2 separate regions of the Rattus norvegicus genome follow, and region 2 is linked to region 1. A link is a contact called in public Hi-C data. All regions are on one chromosome and are shown on one strand. Each heading gives the region's core, a stretch centred on a gene start, on an enhancer-like site or on the middle of the called end of the contact. The rest is flanking DNA. Distances are from core to core; before and after follow the strand shown. Region 1 holds the start of Tlr12 (toll-like receptor 12). Region 2 overlaps Zfp362 (zinc finger protein 362).

Region 1 (3,457 bases), core at 466-2,965:
CTGTAGAGACTCCAGCTTTAGCTCCTGCAGGCTGGGCAGCCCAGTGATGAGGCAGGGTCTGGAATTACTTCCAGCACCCCATACCTTCAAGGACTGAAGTTTGGGGAGCTGCCAGAGAAAAATGCTGGAGGCGTCCTGGGAGCAGAAGGCATCCAAGCTATTCTGGAGCAGAAAGAGATGCTGGAGAGCAGGGAAGACCTCAGAGGCATTTTGGACCCCCAGCTTCAGTCCCCTGCCGTTTATGGTCAAGGTCTCCAAGAAAGGAAAGATATTTGGGGACAGTGTCCAATGCTTCAAGCCTGGGGTTACATGAAGCTCTAAACTGGTCAGATACATGGGCAGGGACAATACTGCCGGAGCAGAGAGAGGGGGCAAGCTCAGGTGTAAGGTATGCAGACTCCTTGCTCCCCAGAAGCCAGCATCTGGGCTGTGCAATATTTGGGTATCTAGCAGGCTAAGGGTAGTCAATGCAGGCAGAGCAGCCAAACAGTTCTTCCCCAGGTTAAGCAGGGGGTTCCTATCCAGCTTCAAGGTCTCTAGTTGCTGTAGATCTTGGAACGGGTGCCCCTCCAGGGAAAGCAGCTGGTTGTCCTGAAGCAGCAGCTCTCGCAAGTGTGGTAAACAGGAGAAGGTGGCTGGAGGCAGGATGCGCAACCCATTGCCTGACAGATCCAGAGTTGAGAGTCCTGACACGTCTCCTGTCTCATTCATACACAGCATGGTGCTCTGTAGTTGGTTTCCGGCCAGGTTCAGTCTCCGAAGCCTAGGCATGGCAGCCAGAAAGCCTGGTGGCAGCTTAGTCAGTCCAGTGTCTGACAGACTCAAGGTCTCCAGGCTATGGCAGGAAGCCAGGGCCTCCTGAGATATATTTCCTATCTTGCTTCTGTCCACATTCAGGCCCTGCAGCTCAAAGTGGGCAGCAGTCTCAGCAGCCAGCTCGGCCGTGGCAGTCGGTGCATACAAAACATTGAGTTTCTGAAGTCCCAGGCCCTTCACTGCCCCAGCATCCAGTTGTGTTTTCCTCAGGTCCAGAATCTCCACCTGGAGACCCTGTAGGGACCCAGGAGTAGCCATCTTCAGCTTCTGGTTTAATGACAGATCCAACTTCTTCAGGGTCCACGAAGCCCTGGAGGAGGAATTTTGCACCAGATCTGGGAATATACCAGCCAGCTCTCCTGAGTCCTGAAGGCAACTGATTGTGACAGAGAGCCATTGCAGACTGGAAGGTAGACGGACACCTGCCTTCTTATTCAGACAGGGGCCACAGAAATGGAGTCTCTGGAGGGAAATCAGGTCACCAAAGGCATCAGGAGGTAGAAAGAGAGAGTTCTTTCCAGAAGGTTGGTCAACAAAAGAGAGGTTCCGTAACTGTCCCAGGCCCCGGAGAGCTCCTGGCAGGAGTCGGGTAAGGTGCAGATTCAGTCCCAGGAACTTGAGTCCAGGGAAAGCAGAGAAGGCATCCGGAAGCAGAGTAGACACAGAACCACTGAGGCAGAGCCCCTCCACATTCCGAGGCACAGCTTCCAAGGTCTGCGTCAGGTTGCTCACAGGGAAGCATGCAGCAAGAAAGGACAGCTTGGAGTAGTGGCAGAGTGTGAAATAGCGGGAGACCAGGGGCAGTTGGGAGCCTTCAGTCACCAGGCATTTGGGAGTGGTCCACCCTGTTACCAGAGGCAGTGAAAGGAGGAGACCGGGCAGCAGGAAGGACCTGCCCATCTCAAGGCCAGCAGAAACCGAGCAGAGAGGACTTCGGACTCCTACCCCTCCACACACGCACGTTGCCAATACTCACAACACTGACGGGATCTCATCCACCTCAGAGTACTTCAAGGTCTGGGAGCAGAGACAAAGGGTCTCGGGGCCTTCCACTGTAGAGGTTGGGAAGGGAGGAAGCAGACTTGGAGACATTTAGCACTGAGGTTCCAAGGGAGGGGAAAGAACCTACAGGAGCGAAGTAGAGGGATGTGGGTCTCACATGTCTGTTAGGAGAAGCAAACAGAGTTTCTTTTCTCCTTGTTGTTTTCTTTTTTACGTGTAGCCCAGGCTGTCCGTGAGCTCAATTTGAAAAGACTCCTTTGAACTTCTGGTTGCCTTACTTCCACCTCCCCAGTGCTGGCATTACGGCTGTGCACCACTAACTAGAACAGTACGCGGTGTGGTTAGAACCCAGGCTTCCCAGCCTGCTGGGCCAGCATGCAACTGAGCTACATCGCCATCCCCCCACCCCTCTGTAAGTAGAGCCTGGTCTGGCTTTGCACCACCCTCAAGAAAGGCATCTCCCTGGGGCTGGGGATTTAGCTCAGTGGTAGAGCGCTTACCTAGGAAGCACAAGGCCCTGGGTTCGGTCCCCGGCTCCGAAAAAAAAGAACCAAAAAAAAAAAAAAAAAAAAAAAAAAAGAAAGGCATCTCCCCTCTCTCTGAGCCTGTGTTCTCTGTCCTGTCCAAGCAGACCAACTCCAGCTTGCTGGGTAGGATTGCTGCAAACACAGATTCAAATCAGCATGGGGTTTTCGCCTTGTTACTTTCATTATGACTTCCTTGCTTTACTGACCCCCCCCCCCAAAGTTCTCGGATAAACACAAACGGGGATGTTTTATAAGCAAAAGAATGCATCGACATGATGCTGTCGTGGACCTCTTTTAGGCTCCTCCTGGAAAATCCCCAAAGGCATCAGTTTGACCTGAGAAGACTGGGTGTAGGGAGGGCTCCACCCCTGCTCTCTGAGGCTGGGGCAAGAAAGGAAAGGCCCCCACTTCCAGGACAGGGCTGGGTCCTAGGGAGGAATAGAAGGAGAAAGAAAGGAGCTTTGTGATCACCTCAAACTGCGAAGGAACGCATTCGGCACAAATCAACATCTGTTCATGATTTGAAAAACTAACAAACTCAGAGAGAAGGAGATCCCGTTAACTTCGAATGGCACAGCTCTCCGGGATCAACAAGACCACATCATCCTCAGCGCCTTCGACTTAAAGCTGGGAATAAGACAACTACGTTTCCGCTGAGTGTTAGAGTGGAGACTGAGAACGGCCAGGCAGATGAGAATGGTAGTTAAAGGTACTAAAAGAAGGAACACGGGGCTGGGGATTTAGCTCAGTGGTAGAGCACTTACCTAGGAAGCGGTGGGGGGGGGGGGATCTCGACACAATGGTCACCAAGGGTGGGATAAAAATCGCCCTCTGGCCGGTACACGTACCCACCCAACCCTTCACATACAAAATAAACAAAGGACAATTCAGGATCAATTGATGTGAAAGCTGGACCTGGTGACCCAGTCCTAACCTGACCTACTTGGGAGGCTGAAGCCTCTGGGCTACAGAATGCTGAGTTCAAGACCTGTCTGGGAAACGTAGTGAAACCCTGGCCCAAAACAAACAAATAAAAAAATCCGGGGTTGGGGATTTAGCTCAGCGGTAGAGCGCTTGCCTAGCGAGCGCAAGGCCCTGGGTTCGGTCCCCAG
Region 2 (3,457 bases), core at 497-2,996, 160 kb after region 1:
GAGAGCCTACGAATGTGGCAAGGTGCTGCCTGCATAAGCCAGCAACAGCCAGGATGGAAATCGGTCTCCAGTGAGTACAAAGCAAGGAGGGAAGGATGAAGGGGGGCTGTGCCCTAAAAGACACTGACCCAGGCTGTGATGGTTTGAATAGGAATGGCCCCCATAGACTCAAGTGCATGAATGCTAGGCCCATAGGGAGTGGCGCTATTAGGAGGCGTGGCCTTGCTGGAGGAGGTGTGTCACTGTGGCTGCGGGCTTTGAAGTCTTAGATATTCAAGCTAGGCCTAGTGTGGCATTCACTTCTGCTGCCTACAGATTAAGATGCAGAACTCTCAGCTCCTCCTCTAGCACCATGTCTGCCTGCGTGCCACCATGCTTCCCGCCATGACGATAACGGACTGAACCTCTCTGAACTGTAAGCCAGCCCCAGTTAGCCGTTCTCCTTTGTGATTGTTGCTGTGGTTATGGTGTCTCTTTGAAGCAATAAAGCCCTAACTAAGACACAGGATAATACAGGAATATTACTTGGGTCTTGCTCTTTAAAAATAAAAATTCTATAAATAAAAACACGGCATTGACAAATGACTATTCCCACGCCCTCTGGGTATTGGACAACAGGGCCTTTGGGAAAGGGGCTATAAAGATATCGTGAGTGTGTTTCTAAAAGGAGCCATGGCCCTTAGAGACAGAAAGCTTTTTGCAAACAAAATGATAGGATGTTTGGATTTTGCTACAGAGAGCAGGGGCTGAGGACAGTCAGCAACCTGCATGATGAGCAAACACGAGGACCCGGGATGAAACCGTGATATCCAGAAGCCAAAACAAACCCTTCATCTTCTAAATCAACTGTCTGAGACCGTGACAGAAAGTTAGTATGTGTCCCTTCCTCAGAGGACCTTATTTGGACCGTCCCCCAACTTTGTCTCCTCAGACTCTTTACTGTCTTTCAAAACACTGGTTCCCAACTGAAAAGGGGCTGTCCCCTCCAGGGGACATACCCAGAGTCTCAGCACATTTCTGGTGATCTCATCTCCGAGAGGAGAGCTTGCTATCCGCATCCGGTGGGTAGACACAGAGGTTGCTTAACATCTTACCAGACATGAGGAAGTGTCCAGCCCCAGAGGGGCATCCTGCCCAGGGTTTCTGGGGCCAGTTCTGAGCAGTCAGTTCTGCTCTGAAACAGTAACCGCTACCTACCAGTAAAAGATCACTCGGTTACGGATTTAATCCCTGCTTGTGTCAGTAGTCCGACGGACTTGTGTTCTCTGACTCATTAGTGCATGACTCAGTGTCAAGTGGACAGTAAAGAATAAGTCACTGGCCTGTTGATACCTCCCTGTTAGCCAGCAGCCAGCCCTGTAAGTAGCCACTCCATAGCAGGAGGGGACAATGCCTGTGAACACTCACTCCATAGCAGGAGGGGACAATGCCTGTGAACACTCACTCCATAGCAGGAGGGGACAATACCTGTGAACACTCTTGGCTATGTGGCCTGTTGCCCGAACAGCCAAAGGGCTAGAAGCGTGCACATAACTGACTTACCCGAGTACCCAAGGCTCTCTGGAGGGTTTTCCCACCCAAGAACCATCTCTGGTCCCCTTTCCCTGAAGGATTGGTGTCTCTGACGATGGTACTGTGCCCCCTGCTGGACTTGGCAGGGACTGCAGCTGCACCAAGTAGGAAGGAACTCTGCACTCCTGGGCTAAGAGAATCCCAGGCCCACAGCCCTGCCTCTAGGCTCTGGAACTTGGTGCCAGGCAGCAGGACTCACCGAGGTGTAGGCCCGCCCGCACATGCTGCAGCAGTAGGCCTTGGCGTGCTTGATGGCATGGGCGGAGAGGTGGATCTGGAGGGAGGCGGAGTCTGAGTAGGCCCGGTAGCAGTTGGGACATTTGTAGGGCTTGTCCTTATTGTGCTGACGCTGGTGAGACTGTAGAGAACGTGACAAGGGGATGTGAGGCGCTGACTGTACCCCACCTCCCACCCCTTTCTCGGGCCCCTGGAATGGGGGCCGCAGCTGGGAGTGGGGGTGGCGTGGGATGGCAGGCAGGCACTCACCTGGAGGTTGGAGAGTTGAGTGAAAGCCTTTTCGCAGCCAGGATGTGGGCACTTGTAGGGTCTGTCGCCTGTGTGGATTCTGCAAGAGCAGGCCCAGTGAGGGAGTTACCCCTGCCACACCCCCACGGCAGTCCCAGCAGAGCCCTTGCCTGGTCACAGCTAGACCTTTGCTGCCAAGTACCTCTCTCCCCAGCCCCCACTCACTTTCTGTGGTGGTCGACAGTAGACCCCAAATAAGAGCTAGGGCCTACAACGGCCACCGGCATCCCTCTCTGGACTCTGTGGCTGGTCTGAACACAGTTTCCCACTCCCCCAATTCCCTGTGGCACCCTACAGTGTGGCTGTTTTCTTGGCTCCCTCTATGAGAGCTAGACCTCTCTGGGTTTTACCCCTGCCACCTCCCCAGAGTCTGATGTAAGCTCAGTAGACAGCTGGGGACTACAGACAGACGGAGGAGGCTCCTAGTCGCTAAAGTTAGCCACTGACAACAGAAATAAGATTCACATAAGATTCAGGCGTGCTGCTTGCCAGATGCTGCTGCTTGAGTGTGTTGGTTGGCTGACTAACATGGGTCCCTCCAGGGACTTAGATTCTTCCATAGAAATGCATCAAACCTCTCGACCAGCAAACCACCCCCTCCGGACACTGTCCATCCACATGTGCCAACTGTCCAGCTTACTCTGTGAGTCCTCAGCCTCAGTATCCTCCGACTTCAGCTATGATGTCATCCCTGGGGCCTGCCCTTGTCCGGTCCTGGCTCAGCAACCCCCACTATGGCCCTGTTTGTCTGGGACAGGGTCCCCGGCCCTTACCCTAGCGTTCACATTCTGCCTTCGTTTCTGGGTCCTCCTCTCTGTCCCGGCTTTCTGCATCACACTCCCTTCCCTGGCACACATACAGCCTCGAGCCTCAGGAAGGCCTTTGCTCTCTGGCTGGCACGTGGGGCCTTCAACACTCCCACATAGTCCCCTACCATACCTCTTTCATGGGCATGTCCACATACACTGGCCTTCTCACAGTGGAGTCATAAAAGGGATCCTCTTGGGCCAAGACCTGCCCCTACCACTGACTTATCGCTGTATGAGGCAGCCAGCTCAGGCCTACCTCAGAAAGAGATTCAAGGAGGAGCAGCCATTGGACAACGGACTGAACTGCCTGTCCCCACTACCTACAAAGGTCTCAGTTTCCAGCACTAAAATGTCAGACCGCGCCCATCACCGGGATCCTGTTCCTAGCATCTTCCCCCTAGCAGAGCTCCCAGCCTCTGTGCCCACATCTGTAAGATAGGAGGCTCAGTTTGACTTCAGCCAGTCCCTCTTCAAGTACAAGAAAATCCAGCAGAAACAGGTGTGCTGCTGGCCCCCAACCCCAGGATCCCAGCACCATGTGGGGACCTCAA

What was found. A called contact is a pair of places that touch in the nucleus more often than the background predicts.
Region 2: a contact with region 1 is called in a Hi-C map of the A7r5 cell line, with 5 times the contacts expected there. The contact joins the enhancer-like site here to the promoter of Tlr12 in region 1. A contact is called at or near these places in 7 of 12 Hi-C or Micro-C datasets (the A7r5 cell line, Schwann cells, frontal cortex and 2 more) and 1 of 1 datasets of contacts at active chromatin or transcription factors (oligodendrocytes).

The regions. Positions count from the first base shown.
Region 1 is chr5:146,246,849-146,250,305 of GRCr8, forward strand. Tlr12 (toll-like receptor 12) reads right to left here and starts at 1,716. Exons shown (of 1, transcript NM_001108682.1): 1 at 1-1,716. The coding sequence starts at 1,716.
Region 2 is chr5:146,405,790-146,409,246 of GRCr8, forward strand. Zfp362 (zinc finger protein 362) reads right to left here. Exons shown (of 8, transcript NM_001191612.1): 6 at 2,059-2,137; 7 at 1,772-1,930. Among named protein-coding and RNA genes, the nearest start is that of Zfp362, 19 kb to the right of the region's middle. Within about 2 kb of position 1,747, at least 38 of the 93 cell types and tissues checked have an H3K27ac peak or open chromatin away from gene starts, as enhancers often do. A contact at or near this core is called in the A7r5 cell line, Schwann cells and kidney, where this site is marked.